Regions from separate parts of the Mus musculus genome. Here region 2 is linked to region 1. Evidence: chromatin contacts called from public HiChIP or PLAC-seq data. All regions are on one chromosome and are shown on one strand. Each heading gives the region's core, a stretch centred on a gene start, on an enhancer-like site or on the middle of the called end of the contact. The rest is flanking DNA. Distances are from core to core; before and after follow the strand shown. Region 1 overlaps Ppp2r5a (protein phosphatase 2, regulatory subunit B', alpha). Region 2 has its middle 44 kb from the start of Dtl.

Region 1 (7,857 bases), core at 3,678-6,177:
GTTGGGGGTGACATGGGGCTGCAGAGCTGAGGAGATGGAACACTGATTTAAGACTAGGGGAGGCAACAGCCCCCTCCCATCTCCCATGCTAGCCTAATTTTGCATCATCAATAACTGACATAAAGAAAAACGAACTTGAAACACAGATATTAATGTGAAGTCTGATGTGAAGCACGGGTTTCACCAGTATTTAAACCGTGGTCCCAAACAGATTTTAATCAGCTTTATCAGAACCGTCCAAAGGAAGCACTTCTACAGGTATTGGCTTAAATAGTGATTGTTTAAAAAAAAAAAAACTCAGAGAGAGTTTGAGCAAATTATTCTTTCAACTCAAACACAGTCACCCATCCAACACTGTCCTGCTACCACTGCTGAGGGTAAAGGTGGCAGGGTTCTACGTTAGGCTGCCACCGTGTGAGAACCACGGAGTGGGCAGGGATGCCTGAGGTGCCATCAGCTCTGTCGGGTTTCAGCTGAAGGAGCCTGGCTCAAGAGAGGAGGAGACTGCTCTCGGTGATGAATTTACCTGAGGAAAATGTTGTTAATTTGCTTTCTGATGAACGCTCTCAGGCCAAGGAACTTGCCGTAAATCCGATGCAGGACGGTCTTCAGGAAGTCGCGCTCCCGTGGATCTTCACTATCAAAAAGCTCCAGGAGCTTGAAGAGAAATCTGACAAATTACTTTAAAAAAACAATCGAGCTAAAACCGCTCTTTTTTCTAATTCTGATTGTAAGATAACCTATGAAATATTCTGCCTTACTAGATTTTTATCTTTGCTAAGTAAATGAAACTAGGAAAAGTATAAATATTTTCACTAAATTCATAATTCTTTGTATTGTTTCAAAGAATATAAACACTTTCTAAAAATATAATTTTTTTAACCTTGCCAGTGACTTTAAAATTCTTTCCTAGAATAATTTTTAGTGTTACGTTTAATGTTTTTTTTAATAAAACTTACTATTTTTATTTATTTATTTTTGAGACCGAGACTCATTATGTAACCCATGCTGGCCTTGAATTTGCAATCTTCCTGCCTCTGCCTTCCAGAGTACTGATATTTGGAGGCCAGGCTGTTCGAAAGTTCCATGGTAAGATTGCCTTGAACATCTCCAAATGCGTAAGAGTCTTCCAGAACTGCACGGACCCTTCTGTTCTAAACTGAGATGCTGGGCATAGCCAGGGAAGGTGGCGAGCTCTTTCTTCATTGTTTCTGTGCAGATTCCAAACCCAAGCAGACATTCTGAGGCACTGATAAGTCACATTCACGTGCCTTAAACAAGCAACTTCCTTGTGGTTTGCACTCATTTTTGGCTAGGTTAAGATACTGCGTGAGGCTCCAGCCAAAAATACCTACAAAGCACTGGTCCAAATGATCATAATTAGGAATGGCTAGCCTTCTCATTTTAGCCTTAAATTCGTGTTTCTGATGTTGGTTTACTTGAGATGGTTTTGTTCAACGCAGACTTAGCTCTAAGGGGGCACGAAGCTCAACAGCAGTTGTTAGCTCTGAGTTTCAAATCTAGACATATTTTGAAGTATTGTAATTAAATAAAACTAATTAGAAATAATATACTCATGCCAGGAAACCTGGTTTTTCTGGCTCTGTTGCCCTCAAACTATTTTTAAGAATAATTCAGTCAAAATCAGAAGGTCCTGTTCCATGGTTCTCAAGCCGTGGGTCACGACCCATTTGGGGATCCCATGATTCACAACAGCAGCAAAATTACAGATATGAAGTACAATAAAATAATTTTATGGCTAGGGGTCACTACAACACAGGGCCGCAGCATTACGAAGGGTGACACTGCTCTAGTTCAAATCCAGACTGTGCCATTTACAAGCTGTGTGGCACTGGATGTGGGCTCTTTTTACAATAAGCATAACATTGATGAAGTATCCAATGACAGGTCTGTGTCACAAAAAACAACGAATATATCTTAGTTTTCTTGGGAGATTATCTTATTTGAACGTAAATTTAAATTATGTAGTATGCCGCCATCCTCCCCACCACCACCCCCGCCCCTGCCCCCAGCTCTTTTAACTTAAATCTCTTCTACTCTTCTGAGTTTTAACTTTCAAAGCTGAGAATTCTCACATGGTAGTTTTCAGAAGCACACCCCACAACCCCGATACCTCCGAGACGCAGCTGTGTGCAGTACACGGAACTGTTGGAATCAGATAGTTAACGGCCTTGGCTTTCCAGATACTTCAGGAGTTTGAGGTAGAAGGCAGGAAACCGTTCCTGCTCTACTGGGCTTCTGTCTCTCCTCAGAGAAGCCCAGCAGTCTAAGTCCCTAGAGCACCAGGTTACTGCAGCACGAATATGCAAGGTCCCCTCAATCTGCTGTCATCAGAGATACAGTCTAAGGTGTGTGGCTTCACAAGAGCCTGAGTACACTCCACAGCAAACCATACAAGAAAGTAAATGTGCGTTTGTTTATCTGCAATTGCCCCAAAGGCCCCGTTGTATTTGGACTGACTTTACCCCTGGTTGATGTGTATGCTGTACTGTTAGCGGACATCTAGTCTTATGTAGTTTTTGAAGGGATAGGCAGGCAGAGATTTACCATATATGAGCCAGAACTGTTCAAAATATGTGGAATATTTTTAAAAAGATTTGTTTATTTTATGTATGTGAGTGCACTGTTGCTCTCTTCAGAAACACCAGAAGATCAGACCCCATTACAGATGGTTGTGAGCCACTATGTGGTTGATGGGAATTGAACTTAGGACCTCTAGAAGAGCAGTCAGCGCTCTTAACCTCTGAGCCACCTCTCCAGCCCCAATATGTGGAATCTTTATCATCCAGAACACCCAGCAGTGGTCTGAAAGGTCTTCACAATGGAGTCAAATTGTTCTCTCAGCATCAGATTCCTAACAAGGTTACACAGTGATTATGGCTTTAAAAGGGAAAATGGAAATAGAATGGTTCACTTGACAGTTCTGTCTAGGGCCAGACAATTTCAAACGACAGAAGAGAGGCTGTTAAGTCTTTAAGGATCTTGACAATGAAAAAAAAAATGGGCACATTCTTAGAAATTAATTGCATGTTAGTGTCCAGAAATAGAAGTAATACCCATTTCTAAAAACCAAGAAGGCATTCATTCCATGTGCTCAGCTATCTCCTCTCAAGGTCCCATTTTATTTTAACTGTGGCTTAAGGAACCTGTGGTGCAAAGGGGGGATGGGATGGGTGGAGACAGGCAGCTGGTGTTCAGATGCTAGGTGTACAGAAAGACATCTACAGCTCAGTCACAATGATTAAAACACGGCAAGTCAAAGTCTTAAATCCCGAACTTTGAGGCACTGCAGAAAGGGCAGTTTGACTAATTTCATTGGGTGCACACTCTGGATATAAAACTCAACTGCTGAAAGCTACTCAGAAGACGAGTGAGCGTGTGTGGGGGCCAGAAGACGGCATCTGACCCTCTAGAATTGGAATTCACAGGCTTTTGTGAGCTGCCAGACTTGGGTGCTGGGAATCGAACAGAGCTTCTGGAACAGCAGCACTTTGACCCCAGTGTCTTGCCAACCTTGGAAGCCGCTTTTACTTTGTCAAGAATAGTCACTGAATATGTTTAAATGACTATCCCCCCCCCTTTTTTTCCATTGCCATTTTGCCTGCATGTATGTCTTTGTGAGGGTGCCAGCCCCTCTGAAATTGGACTCACCAACAGTTGTGAGCTGCCACATGGCTGCTGGGGATTGAACCTGGCTCCTCTAGAAGAACAATCACTGCTCTTAACCCCTGAGCTTTTTCTCCAGACCACTAAATCAATTACTCTTAAAAACAACTAATTACTAAGCCAGTGCGTGGATACAAACATTTGAGATCTAAGAGTCCCTTACCTGTTGGACAAACTTCTGATCAATGTATCGCTTTGCAATGCTGGGCTGGAAATCAGGACTCTCCAAGAATCTCAAGAAGAATTCATACACCAACTGTGCGAGAAGGTAAGTAAAAGCAAAATGCTGTTGATAATATTCTGAATTACAGTTCCAGAAAAACAAACAAACAAAAAAACCAACCACCTTTCTTACTAGCGTGAGTTGGTAACTGTTTCTAAAAACAAAGTTTTAAGGAACCTTTATTTTTACAGTTTAGCTTTTCTCCTGATTGGCTTTTTATCAAATTGACACAAGCTACAATTATCTGGGAAGAGGAAGTCAACTGATAAAAATGTCTCCATCAGATAGCCTGTAGCAATTCTTTGGGGCATGTTCTTGATTAATCTGATCTGGATAGTACCATCTCTGGGCACGTGGTTCCGAGGTGTGTAAGAAAATAAACCGAGCAAGCCAGTAAGCAGTGTTTCTGTGTGGCATTGGCGTCAGTCCCAGTCTCTGGTCCTTAAGTCCTTCCTTGACAGGTGCCCTCTTCTCCTAGACTGTTCTTGGTCATGGCGTTCATCACTAAGCAGTCTCCTGAGCCACAGTCGGTGAGGGTTGTATTTCTGCACCACTCATTGAATGATCGTAATTTATGAGTGCTAGAACCAATTGAAGTTCCCAAGGTATCAAGTTAATGTCCCCCCATCCCCTAGAGTCCCTTAAGCACAGGCTCAGAATAAGAGCGGGCAGTGTGGTCATACCAGTTATAAAAATCAAGTCTTCCTATTAAACTAGGGTAGAGGGTCTAGTAAGGTGGTTCAAGAAGGTAACAGAACTTGCCGCTAACCACTGACCTGAGTACAATTCCCAGGACCCAACTTAGTGGAAAGTAAAAAAAAAAAAAAAAAAAAAAAAAAAAAAAAAAAAAAAAGACTTCCATGGGTTGTCTGTCTGACCTACACATGTGTATACACACACACACACACATAAAAGCAGAACATGAAAATTGAAATGGAAAGCAGTACACCTGGAGAGTAACAAACAACACTGTAGAAGCACAGGCCTGAGAAGGAACTGTACACCACAACAAACAAACCAGATACATGGGTGAGTCTTGTACCAAGAAGTCCCACGCAGCCTGTGTGACAGCACAGTGCACCTTATCACGGCAAGTCAGAACTAAAATAATCAAGGAGAAAGCATGGCTAGTCTTTTAAAATTGTAGTCAGGCCGTGGTGGTGCACACCTTTAATCCCAGCATTCAGAATGCAGAACTCTAAAGGTTCAAGGCCAGCCTGGTCTGCAGAATGAGTTCCAGCACAGCCAGTGGGGTTATACACAGAAACACTTGGGGGAAAAAAAACAAACAACCTAATAGCTATGAAAAGTAAGAAACTGGCCTCAAGGTACAACTTAATTTATAAGCAAACATATCAATTAAGCATCCTAAAAATACAAGAGAGTTAGATCCCAAAGTACAAGGTCACTTAAACATCTGGGGGTCTAGGGAGATAGCTCAATGGGTGAATCTCTTGCCTCACAAGTGTGAGGACTGGAATCTGGATCCTTAGCACCTGTATGAAAAGCCGGACAAGGTATGGATGTGTAGGGGCAGCTCAGCAGCTAGAAGCACCAAAGCTCAGTCTCCAACGCCCACAGTAGGCAACTCACAAGGGCCTGTTAACTCCGGTTTCAGGAACTCTGATGCCCTTTTCTGGTCTTTGTGGGCACCTGCGCACACATACAAAAATACTTTCTTTTTTTTTTTAAATCTAAGCAGGTATGGTGGTCCACTTGTAATCCCAGCACTTTGGAGGCAAAGGCAGGTGGAGCTCTGTGAGTTCAAAGCCTGATCTACATAGTGAGTTCCAGGCCAACTAGGGCTACAAAGTTTAAATGTACCTTACCCACCTGGGCACAGGGAACAAAGTTTGATTGAGAGATACAAAATTTTTAATGTTAATTGTGCATTAAGAACATAATAAAAATAATTTTGCTTTGGGGCACAAACAGGCCCCAGCGTGAGCCTGGAGTGCTCTGTAGAGTTAAACTGTAGCTGTGCTGATAGCACAACTAAGGCCTTCTATCACATAACTTTTCAGAGAACCAGCGAACCCCTTGGGAGACTTACATGACATCAAGCACAAGCCCCAGATCCCTAAAGCAGTATGTGGATGAGTGCTATGCTGTTCATAAGCTGTACACGGTTTGTTTGTTTGTTTGTTTATTTGTTTGTTTGTTTTTTCGAGACTCTCTGTGTAGCCCTGTCTGCCCTGGAACTCACTCTGTAGACCAGGCTGGCCCTGAACTCAGAATTCCACCTGCCTCTGCCTCCCAAGAGCTGGGATTAACGGCGTGTGCCACCACTGCCCAGCGGTTTATTTTTTAAAATTGTATTATTTTACGTGTGGGTGTGGGTGTTTTGCCTGCACCTGTCTGTGCACCATGTACATGTAATACCTAAGGAGGCCAGAAGAGGGAGTCATATCTCCTTGGAACTGGAGCTGTGATGCTGGTTGCTGGGACTCACACCTGGGTCCTCTGTAAAAGCTGTCAGTGTCAACTCTTAACTGCTGAGCCATCTCTTCAGATGCCTAATTTTTAAAATAATTTTCATCTACATAATTTCCCCAACAACAATGCACATGAAATGACTAGTCTAGATGCAAATACCTGCGGTCAGGAGCCAACTCAGCAGCACTGAGGAGAGGTCAAAGGCTACTTATTTAACACATGCTGCCTGAGTATTATAAACAGACGGAAGAAACCCACAGAGCTGAGAGTCTTCATCACAGTGAGACAGACCATCTCCTAGGAATGAAGCTCGTTCCCAGAGCCACTCCACTCCCTCTTCCTACATTATTTCTTCCTGAACCTATCACATCTGACTAAGAATGTTCATTTCTGGGCATGAACCGTAAAACATGCAGGCATTAGAGTCTTAGCGGGGTTGCTTTGTGGTACTTTTTTTTACTCCCAATGTCAGAAACACACAATGGAGGCTTGAGTATTTAATAGCTATATGAAATCACAGTTTTGCCAGGCAGTGGTGGCTCACGCCTTTGATCTCAGCACTTGGGAGGCAGAGGCAGGTGGGTTCTGAGTTCGAGGCCAGCCTGGTCTACAGAGTGAGTTCCAGGACAGCTAGGGCTACACAGAGAAACCGTCTCGAAAAACAAAACAAAACAAACAAAAAATCACAGTTTATAAGACTGTTTCTGAGCATTTACTGAAGTTTCTCTATATCCATATGAAGAATTATAATTTGCCTTTAAGAATCTTAGAACAAAAACAAAAATCTTAGAACACACACCAACAGCTTCAGCATTAATGCAATGGCAGACTTTACATGTGCTGTTACAAGTTTGGCTTGCCAATTGTATACAACAGAGCGCACCCTACACCCCAAAGACAAGAGATACATAGAAGCTGCACTACTCAGTCTTTTGAAACAGTGTCTCATGTAGCCCAGGCTGGTCTTGAACACAAAATTAAAATATAACTGATAATGAGTGTGAACTTTGGAGGCTCTGTGTCACCTTCCTGATGCTGGGGTGTAGGGTACCTCATACAGGGTACAACTCTAACAACGGATCTAGGGCATGTAGTCTACCACGGCATGTACTCTACCAAGCACATACACCACACGCAGCCTCCATTGTGCTACTCAGTTCTGAAAATGCCTTTCCTAAGGTAATCCAATACAGGGCCACCAGAAAACAGGACGGACACTAAAGAATCTCAAAATAAACCTATATAAGCTAGCGAAACTGGAGCCATCTGACCCAGAGAAGACAAGACTGAGTGGCAGTTTTAATGAGTATAGGTATACAAAAGGCCCTTTCCAAGGAATACAGTGACCACGTGCTTTCCAAAGTCTGTTAATAGGAAAGTGATGTGAAGGAATTTTAAACAATTTGTTCCATGAAAGAATTCATAAAGGAGAGCATCTATATATTATACCACATAGTTTATACTACATGTTTAGAACACTGCCTGGGCACAATGAGCAGCAATAGAAGCCC
Region 2 (7,857 bases), core at 2,001-4,500, 170 kb after region 1:
CATAGCTATGCACTCAGTTGGTGAAAGCCATGATAACTGTGGTTAAAAGAGAATGGAATTCAACTTTGCCTTTAATGTGGGAGAGCAGACTGTGGAAGAGTATGTGAAGTTGGCAGTGCTGAGCCTCCTCTGGAAGAAAGACACCATCTATCACAAGGTCTCTCTATTCTGGCGAGCCAGAACTTTAATGTTTCCAGCCAGAGTTGGGTTCTAAGGTTTTTCAGATTGTTTTCAGTGTTGTTTCTTCGGTGGTTGCTCTCTGGCTGTGTGTGGAGTTTTTACCCTGTGCATACACAGCCTGGCACTCAGCCATATGCAATGTGTTATACGGGGCTCTTTCTCCTTTTTGGCATTTTATCTAGAAATTTCCAGATGACCTGGTTTCCCTAAACTCCAGTTTCTTGTTTCTCAAACTCAGCAAGGCTTCTGGTGTGTTTGCATTCTCCATTCTGGGGCTGTTATGTGAGAGTCACCTCCACAGCTGCATGCTCACGTCATCTGGCTCCTCCCCTTGGCTTACTTATCTGTGCTGCTTCTTGTACAATATTTGAAAATCTCTGCTTGGTCTCCTTGACTCACTCTCACAGCTGTTTATGAGAGAGTGAGTTCTGTATCTGTTATTCCTTTGTTGATAGAAGCAGAGCTGGACTTGTGGAGGTGGCCTGGAAGAATCTGATTATGATTAAGAATCTGGATTTGGTCTGTGACAAAGAGAAATACATTGGAGACTGACTAAGTGTTTGGCCTAACATTTGGAAGGTGGCATTACTATTAACCAAGACTAGATCAGCTTTTTATTAAATTTAATTAATTAATTAGGTTTGTTTGTTTGTTTGTTTGTTTTTGTTTTTTTTTTGAGACAGGGTTTCGAGACAGGCTGTCCTGGAACTCACTTTGTAGACCAGGCTGGGATTAAAGGCATGCACCACCACGCCCAACTAATTAAGGTTTTTTTAAGATGGAGTTGTTTGTGTGTGTGTGTGTGTGTGTGTGTGTGTGTGTGTGTGTGTGTGTGTAATAGCCTTGGGTGTCCTACAACTCACTTTGTAGACCAGGCTGGTCTTGAACTTACAGAGATCTGCCTGCCTCTGCCTCCCAGTGCTGGGATTAAAGGCATGCACCACCACCACACCTGGCTTTTATTTATTTTTAATTTTTAGGTTTTTTTTTGTGGATCAGCATTATAAAGGTTTAATTTTAAGCATGTTAAATTGGAGAGGCCTGCTGAATGCCCAGATGGACATGCTAACATTGCTGTTGGATACATAAGCCAGGAGTTCAGTTTAGAAGTCAGATTACAAACACAAAATTCAAGAGTTGTCTGGGCATAGATGGTGCATGGAGCCCAAGCCTATTTAAGATTACTAGGGAAGTAAGGCTAAGCAGAAAAGAGATGCTGAAGAAATCTCAAATTGTGTCATCCCCCATCCAACCATTCTATCTGTGCAATCAGCCTGCACTGGTACTGATCTCTGCTGGCCTGTCACTTCCCATGGCCATCTGGATCTAGGCCGACTCAGAAATTTCTTTAACCAGCAAACAGCCACAGAATCTTCTGGAATCACTTAAGTTTCACCTGGCTCCAGCAGATGGGCTCTTCTGCCAAAACACAGGACGGGAATAAGACAAATGGCCTATAACTTCTGGAGTGAGCTGTACCTTGGCCAGAACCCCTTGGCAGTCCATGGTGTTGCTCATGCAGGGGACTGAGAAGAGGAAAGACCAGACCTATTGCCCTGGGCCAAATGAGTCATGCTCTTTGATTCTGATACTACCCTTGGCAATGTTACTCTGGTTGCCCCCACATTATTTTTCAAAAGATCAAGTGTACATTCCAGACATCCCTAGTTTCCCTATGGAAATTAGTGATTTGACCGTAACTACTAATATTAGCATATTTAAAAATTACATGCATGAGCCAGGCATGGTGGCGCTTGTCTTTAATTCCAGCACTTGGGAGGCATGGGCAGGCAGATCTCTGAGTTCCAGGCCAGCCTGGTCTACAAAGTGAGTTTTAGGATAGCCAGGGCTGTTACAGAGACAATCTTTCTAAAAACAAAAGCAAAATCTCGCTTACATATTTTGTGTGTGTTTGTGTTGTGTGTGTGTGTGTGTGTGTGTGTGTGCAGTAGCTTCTTTCCTCACCATATGAACCCTGGGGCTTGAAGTCAGATTTTCACAGTTGATGGTAAGCACCCTTACCCTCTGAACTACCTCACTAGTCTTATTAGCATTGTTCAGTTACATGCAAGAACTGTTACACAAATATTCCTCATGAAGTTAAAATATTAAAAACTACCTACATATCAGTGGTCAGGGTTGACTAGTAGGTTATGGTATATTTATAATGGGTACTCACTAAAATAATTCTGTAGATTGAGGGAGGCTTTGGGATATCTATTTGATAAATACATGAACATTTTGATGGTCGGTTAAGTACTTAGGGAGCTACAAGTATGGACAGACTTGGGGGCTTCTTCTGGTGAGCTCCAAGAATGACAAGGGGAAGGATAAGCCTGGGCAAGGGTGGCCAGCGGGACAGGATCGAAAGTCACAGAAGACACTGAAGATCTTATCACTAAGAAAGGAATGGCCATTCAGCCATTCAGTAGTGTCAACGCTGACGACTGAGGACTATTGGATGACTGACCTCAGAATCCAGATGACCATTACAAGACCAGTCTCAGGAGAGCACCTGCCAGATGCCAGGATGCTGAGGACTGAGTCGGTGGGAGAGCATAGCCAGGTAGCTGGGGAACTATTTTGAGTAGTCAGAGTGAGCAGAGATCAAGAAAGGCACACACATGGAAAAAATGTATGTTCACAACTTGTGTGTGTGTGAAGGTAGTGTCTTTAAAGAACCACTAGGTGAATCCAATAAAGGGGGCGGGGGAGCAAAAGGGACTCTGCAGAGGTGGGCTTGTACAAGATGGGAGGGGATGGTTTGAAAATGGAATTGGTCTCAACTTGACTGTTTCCACTGCAGCAGGAAGCCAGGATCAAGTGGGTGGGTTTAAGCTTTTGGAAACACAGGGAAAACTCACAAAGGCTGACTCTCTGTGGATAGTGAGGGGGGGTGGAAGGATCAGAGATCTTACAGAGTGGAGGGTGGAGTCTGCTGTAGACAGCAGGTACATGGAGCAGGGATATGAACATTTCTGCCACGAAGGGTCCCCTCTGGCTAGAGGTGAGGCTTTCTCAAGGAGCCTGGTTGCCTGGGTGCAGGCAGGAAGCAGGTAATTTGCTTCATCTCAGGAGGGGAAGTGTTAAGTCACCAGGAGTGACTGAAGCTTCTCTTCTCTGCTCAAAGGTCTGGGTAAATGAGAGTAAACAAGTTGGGTTCTTCTGGGGAGGCAGAGACAGGGAACAGTGGGGAAAGGGGGCTTTTCTGTCTCCACTAAGCAGTTTTTCCCTTTAACTCACTTCCCAATCAATCCCCTGCCTTGGGACCCAGGGAAAGCCACTGAGCTTTGTCATTAAGTACATTTCCCATGTGTCCCAGTTCACACATGCCACCCACCCCTGAAGGCTTGTTAGAAGTGGTCCTTTCTAGCCCATGGGAGGTTTTTACACAGGGATATTTCTTGTGTCATACTCTGCCTATTGCTTAGGAATACCTAGGAGTAGCAGGGGCTGGGACACGGAGCAAGGTCACGGTTAAGGCCAAGTGAGGACAAAGCCTCATTTGACAATTCCATCCCACTTGATACTCCAGGACCAACACTGTCCAGGAAGCAAGTGTCACTTTGCTCTGGCCCTTGGCTTCTGTGAAACTCAAGAGCGTGATATAGATACCCATTTCATTCAGCTCCTAGCTTTTTATCCAAGGAGGACAATCAGGGCCACCAAACTACATCCATGAGTGACCTTCCTAAACTGGCAGCTGGCCCCATGCTGGTGCAGAAAGGGGAGCTCCTGCTGCCCAAGGGAGTGAGAGTGGAACTCTAAATAGAAGGCTTTGGGGGATGCACCAGTTCCAAAAGCACATATCAGACACACCAGGGCCCACAGGAGTAGTGTCTGAACTACTAGTAAGTTATTTTATAGACCTATTTAATTAAATCCTAAAATGCTGCTTTTCAGTAATTCTTAGAAGGGTTGGAGGTGTAGTGTGGTGGCATGTGCAAGGCCCTGGACCCTTCAATCCCAAGCAACATGAGGGCAAGGGAGCATGAGAACTTCAAATCATCCTTGGAAAATTATGTATGTGCATTTTGGAGGAGGTGGGAGGTGCCGAATGACCCTCTGTGACATGTTATGTTTGCCAGCTCCATGTCAACAGCAAGGCCAAAGGCTTGAGTCTGTTTCATCAAGGATTACCTGGGATGCACTGCTAGAGGAAAAGGTCTGCTCTGTAGAATTTACCTTTAGACTTTAAAAGTAAGGAACACTGTTGATAGGAGTGGGAAAAGGCTCAGTCTATGACATTTATATCCGAATCCATGTCTTGGTTCAAAGCGGGGAAGGGGCCAGGTAGCAAGACTGCTGGACAATAGACAAGAGGATGCCACATTCTGTATGGTCCTGTAAATTGGTAACAGGCACCTGAAGTATCCTGGAGGCATGGGCTTGCTGGAACCACAGTGCTACATTTGTCATGGATAGTATTTTGGCACCCATGTGAATGGTAATAAATCTGACTGGCACCAGAAATAACCTGGGGAAAGATGTCACCATGGGAGCAACAGCCTAACCACTGAGTGCAGCTAGCTCGTCAGCTTCTGTATGGGGTAAAGTAGGTGCTCCCGTGGCAAGGGGTGCCTCTACCCTTTACTCTGCTCAAGCTCTCAACAGAACTAGAGAACAGAACTGAACCAGCTCTGCAGGGCTGCTCTTATTTCCTTGAAAAGGTGGTTTCAATAGGGGAGCAGAGCTGGAGGCTGAGTCAGGAAAGGGACAGAGTGTGCTGTGTGAGCAGCCTGGGGCTTGTAGATGTCTTGATATAAATATGTAGTTTACAGCCTTTCCCAACTATGGGCAGCAGATAATTTAGTGACCACCTGCTGTAGATGGCAACCTCATAGAAACATAAGAGGATTACTGCTAAAGCATTATGTCTATCAAATGTGGGCAACAACAACTCCTGCCCTTCTTGCCTAATAAGAATAATGGATAACAGTAACTGTATTTGCTATTGTGCACCAGGCAACATCTTAAAAACACCATGTTTAAGAACCAGATAAACCAACTTTTACAGACAGGGAATTGCCCAAGAGCCAACAGGGTTTAGAATCAAAGCTAGGAAGTGATCATTTTAATATAAAACATAAAAACACGTAGAATATAAGCATTTGTTAGCTTTCTGTTGTGACAAAATACTTTGGGTAAGTCAACACTTCACAAGCTAAAAAAGGTTTGACTCAGTTTCAGGTTTCAGTCATGGTCACCTGGCCCACTTTTGGGCCAGTGGTAGCCAGGAAACAGAAGACAGGAAAGACCTGGGGTCGGAATGTCCCCTTCAAGGCCGTGTTCCCTGTCCACCTAACTTCTTCCCACCAGGCTTGCCCTCTAACGGTTCCATCACCTCAATAGTACCACAGGCTAGCATCTTAGCCTTGACCATCAAGGTCTACCAGGGGAGATTTCTGATCCAAGAACTACAGGCATTGTAAACAGGAGGGGAACTGAATTCTAAACTTTTATAGGGAAGCGACTGGTCCTCGACACAAACAGGTTCACTCAAAGGGCTTGGCAATCTGATCTTTCTCTCAAGTGCTGCCTTCGGGTCATGGAGCATCACCAATAATGTAACTTTGGTAGTAACTGACAACCCAGTGCCTCACACAGGACTTGCACCCAGGTAGTGACTACTAGGGGCAGGTGAAATTGGAATGTCTGCCAATCAAGGGCAGTTTGCAGTATGCCACTGCTATTCCTGAGTCTACAGAATGGCTTAAATACAAATTTAGAGTGTCAGGACAGAAAAGGACGTGTGTCAAATGGAAGAAAGCAGAGAGAAATGGAGCTCAAGAGGAACAGCCCTGCACCCTGGAACTCCTTTCCTGGCACAGTGGAGAAGGGCAATGAGCCTTGAAACCGTACAAACCTCCTCAGGAATACAGCACTCCTCGGCTGTGTCGATGCTTGCTGTAAGTACACTCCATACACGTATACATTTTTTTCATGTGAGTATGCACATGTGTGTATAGAAGCACGCTGAGATCAGGACTCTTCCTCCATCATTCTCTACCATACTCTGAGACAGGGTCTCTCCTTTGAACCTAGCACTTCCTCTTCCGAGACCTGGAATATAATAGGGCTGCTACCTCCAGCAATTTTGTGGGTTCTGAACTCTGGTCCTCATGCTTGAAGCACTTAATCCACTTAACAGAGACCTCTTCACAGCCAGGTAATTTAAAAAAAATTTTTCTTTATTTTATGGTTTTTCGAGACAGTTTCTCTGTGTAGACTTGGCTGTCCTGGAACTCACTTTGCAGTCCAGGCTGGCCTCAAACTCAGAAACCCGTCTGGCTCTGCCTCCCAAGTGCTGGGATTAAAGGCGTGCACCACCATGCCCAGCCAGGTAATTTTTGTTGTTGTTGTTGTTTTTTTTTTTTTTTTTTTTTTTTGAGACAGGGTTTCTCTGGGTAGCCCTGGCTGTCCTGGAACTCACTCTGTAGACCAGGCTGGCCTCGAACTCAGAAATTCACCTGCTTCTGTCTCCCAAATGCTGGGATTAAAGGCGTGCGCCACCACACCCGGCTAATTTTTTTTTTAAGGCAGAATTTATCCATAACATTCCACTCTAGTTTGTGTTCAAATATAGGCCCACATAAAAACAATTTTTAGACAACAAAATGGCTATTCTAAAGTCCTAATAAAGCATTCAATTTACTTCAAGTTTAACAAAATGTGTTCAGCTTGCTTGTAACTTTAAACTAATATCTAGAGGGCCAGCAAATGAAGAATTTTCCATTATTTCAAGACTTAACAAGCTAACTGGTTAGTCTGAAATGTGGCATGGGTTCCCATGGAGCCCTGTGAGCCTCAAGTGAGAGGGCTGCACTGAGCTCTTCTGAGGCCTGCCAGGAGTTTAACTCTAGCGTCCTAGGACACTATCCCAGGCTCCCTCCCCACATCCGCTGTGAGATATTGTTCTCATTGCTTGGTTGTGAGTGCATCTGTGAGACTACTGGCTTTTCCTTTGAAAGCAGTATTAAAGGAAGTCTCTCTTGGGACTAGGAAAAGCACAAAAACAGCCCTAAGAGCATCAGTGTGTTATGATAGGCTTTCAACAGGCACATTGACTAGACATGTGATCTCTAAAAGAACATGGCCATAGGCTGAAATTTTTGTTAAAAAAAAAATTGCGTGGGAAAGGAATATGCTTATCAAAGGAGAGCATATGATGGTGGGAGGACAGTTTGTGGGACCCTCTCATAGGTTCCATCTCTCTCTCTCTCACACACACACACAAAGTACTTCGAATCCATAGTATTAGTGCAGGTTTTGTTGTTGTTTTTTTTTTTTTTTGTTTTTCGAGACAGGGTTTCTCTGTGTAGCCCTGGCTGTACTGGAACTCACTTTGTAGACCAGGCTGGTCTCCAACTCAGAAATCCACCTGCCTCTGCCTCCCGAGTGCTGGGATTAAAGGCATGCGCCACCACGCCTGGCTTGTTGTTTTGTTTTTAAGGTAGGATTTCTCTGTGCAGCCTGGCTGTCCTAGAACTTACTTTGTAGATCAGACCAGCCTCCAACTCAAAGTTCTGACGACCCCTGCCTCCTGAATGCTGGGATTAAAGATGTGTGCCACCACCGCCCACTTTAGTGCAGTTTTAATAAGGCAAAGGGAAGAGGTTGTTGGCTGACCCCTTAACACAAAGGCAGCTACAAAGTTTTATGTGCAGCCAACATTGA

What was found. HiChIP or PLAC-seq counts read pairs in DNA pulled down with a chosen protein or histone mark.
Region 2: a contact with region 1 is called in an H3K27ac HiChIP or PLAC-seq map of T-cell acute lymphoblastic leukemia, with 4 times the contacts expected there. The contact joins two enhancer-like sites. A contact is called at or near these places in 51 of 484 Hi-C or Micro-C datasets (the AtT-20 cell line, B cells, ECoMG myeloid progenitors and 15 more), 8 of 115 datasets of contacts at active chromatin or transcription factors (the HPC-7 cell line, T-cell acute lymphoblastic leukemia, embryonic stem cells and 5 more) and 3 of 9 other capture datasets (adipose tissue, liver and pancreatic islet).

Annotation. Positions count from the first base shown.
Region 1 is chr1:191,358,399-191,366,255 of GRCm38.p6, forward strand. It overlaps Ppp2r5a (protein phosphatase 2, regulatory subunit B', alpha), which reads right to left. Exons shown (of 13, transcript NM_144880.4): 4 at 3,851-3,943; 5 at 527-657. Among named protein-coding and RNA genes, the nearest start is that of Ppp2r5a, 35 kb to the right of the region's middle. Within about 2 kb of position 4,928, at least 7 of the 459 cell types and tissues checked have an H3K27ac peak or open chromatin away from gene starts, as enhancers often do. A contact at or near this core is called in T-cell acute lymphoblastic leukemia, where this site is marked.
Region 2 is chr1:191,527,986-191,535,842 of GRCm38.p6, forward strand. No RefSeq gene overlaps it. Among named protein-coding and RNA genes, the nearest start is that of Dtl, 44 kb to the right of the region's middle. Within about 2 kb of position 3,251, at least 14 of the 459 cell types and tissues checked have an H3K27ac peak or open chromatin away from gene starts, as enhancers often do. A contact at or near this core is called in T-cell acute lymphoblastic leukemia, where this site is marked.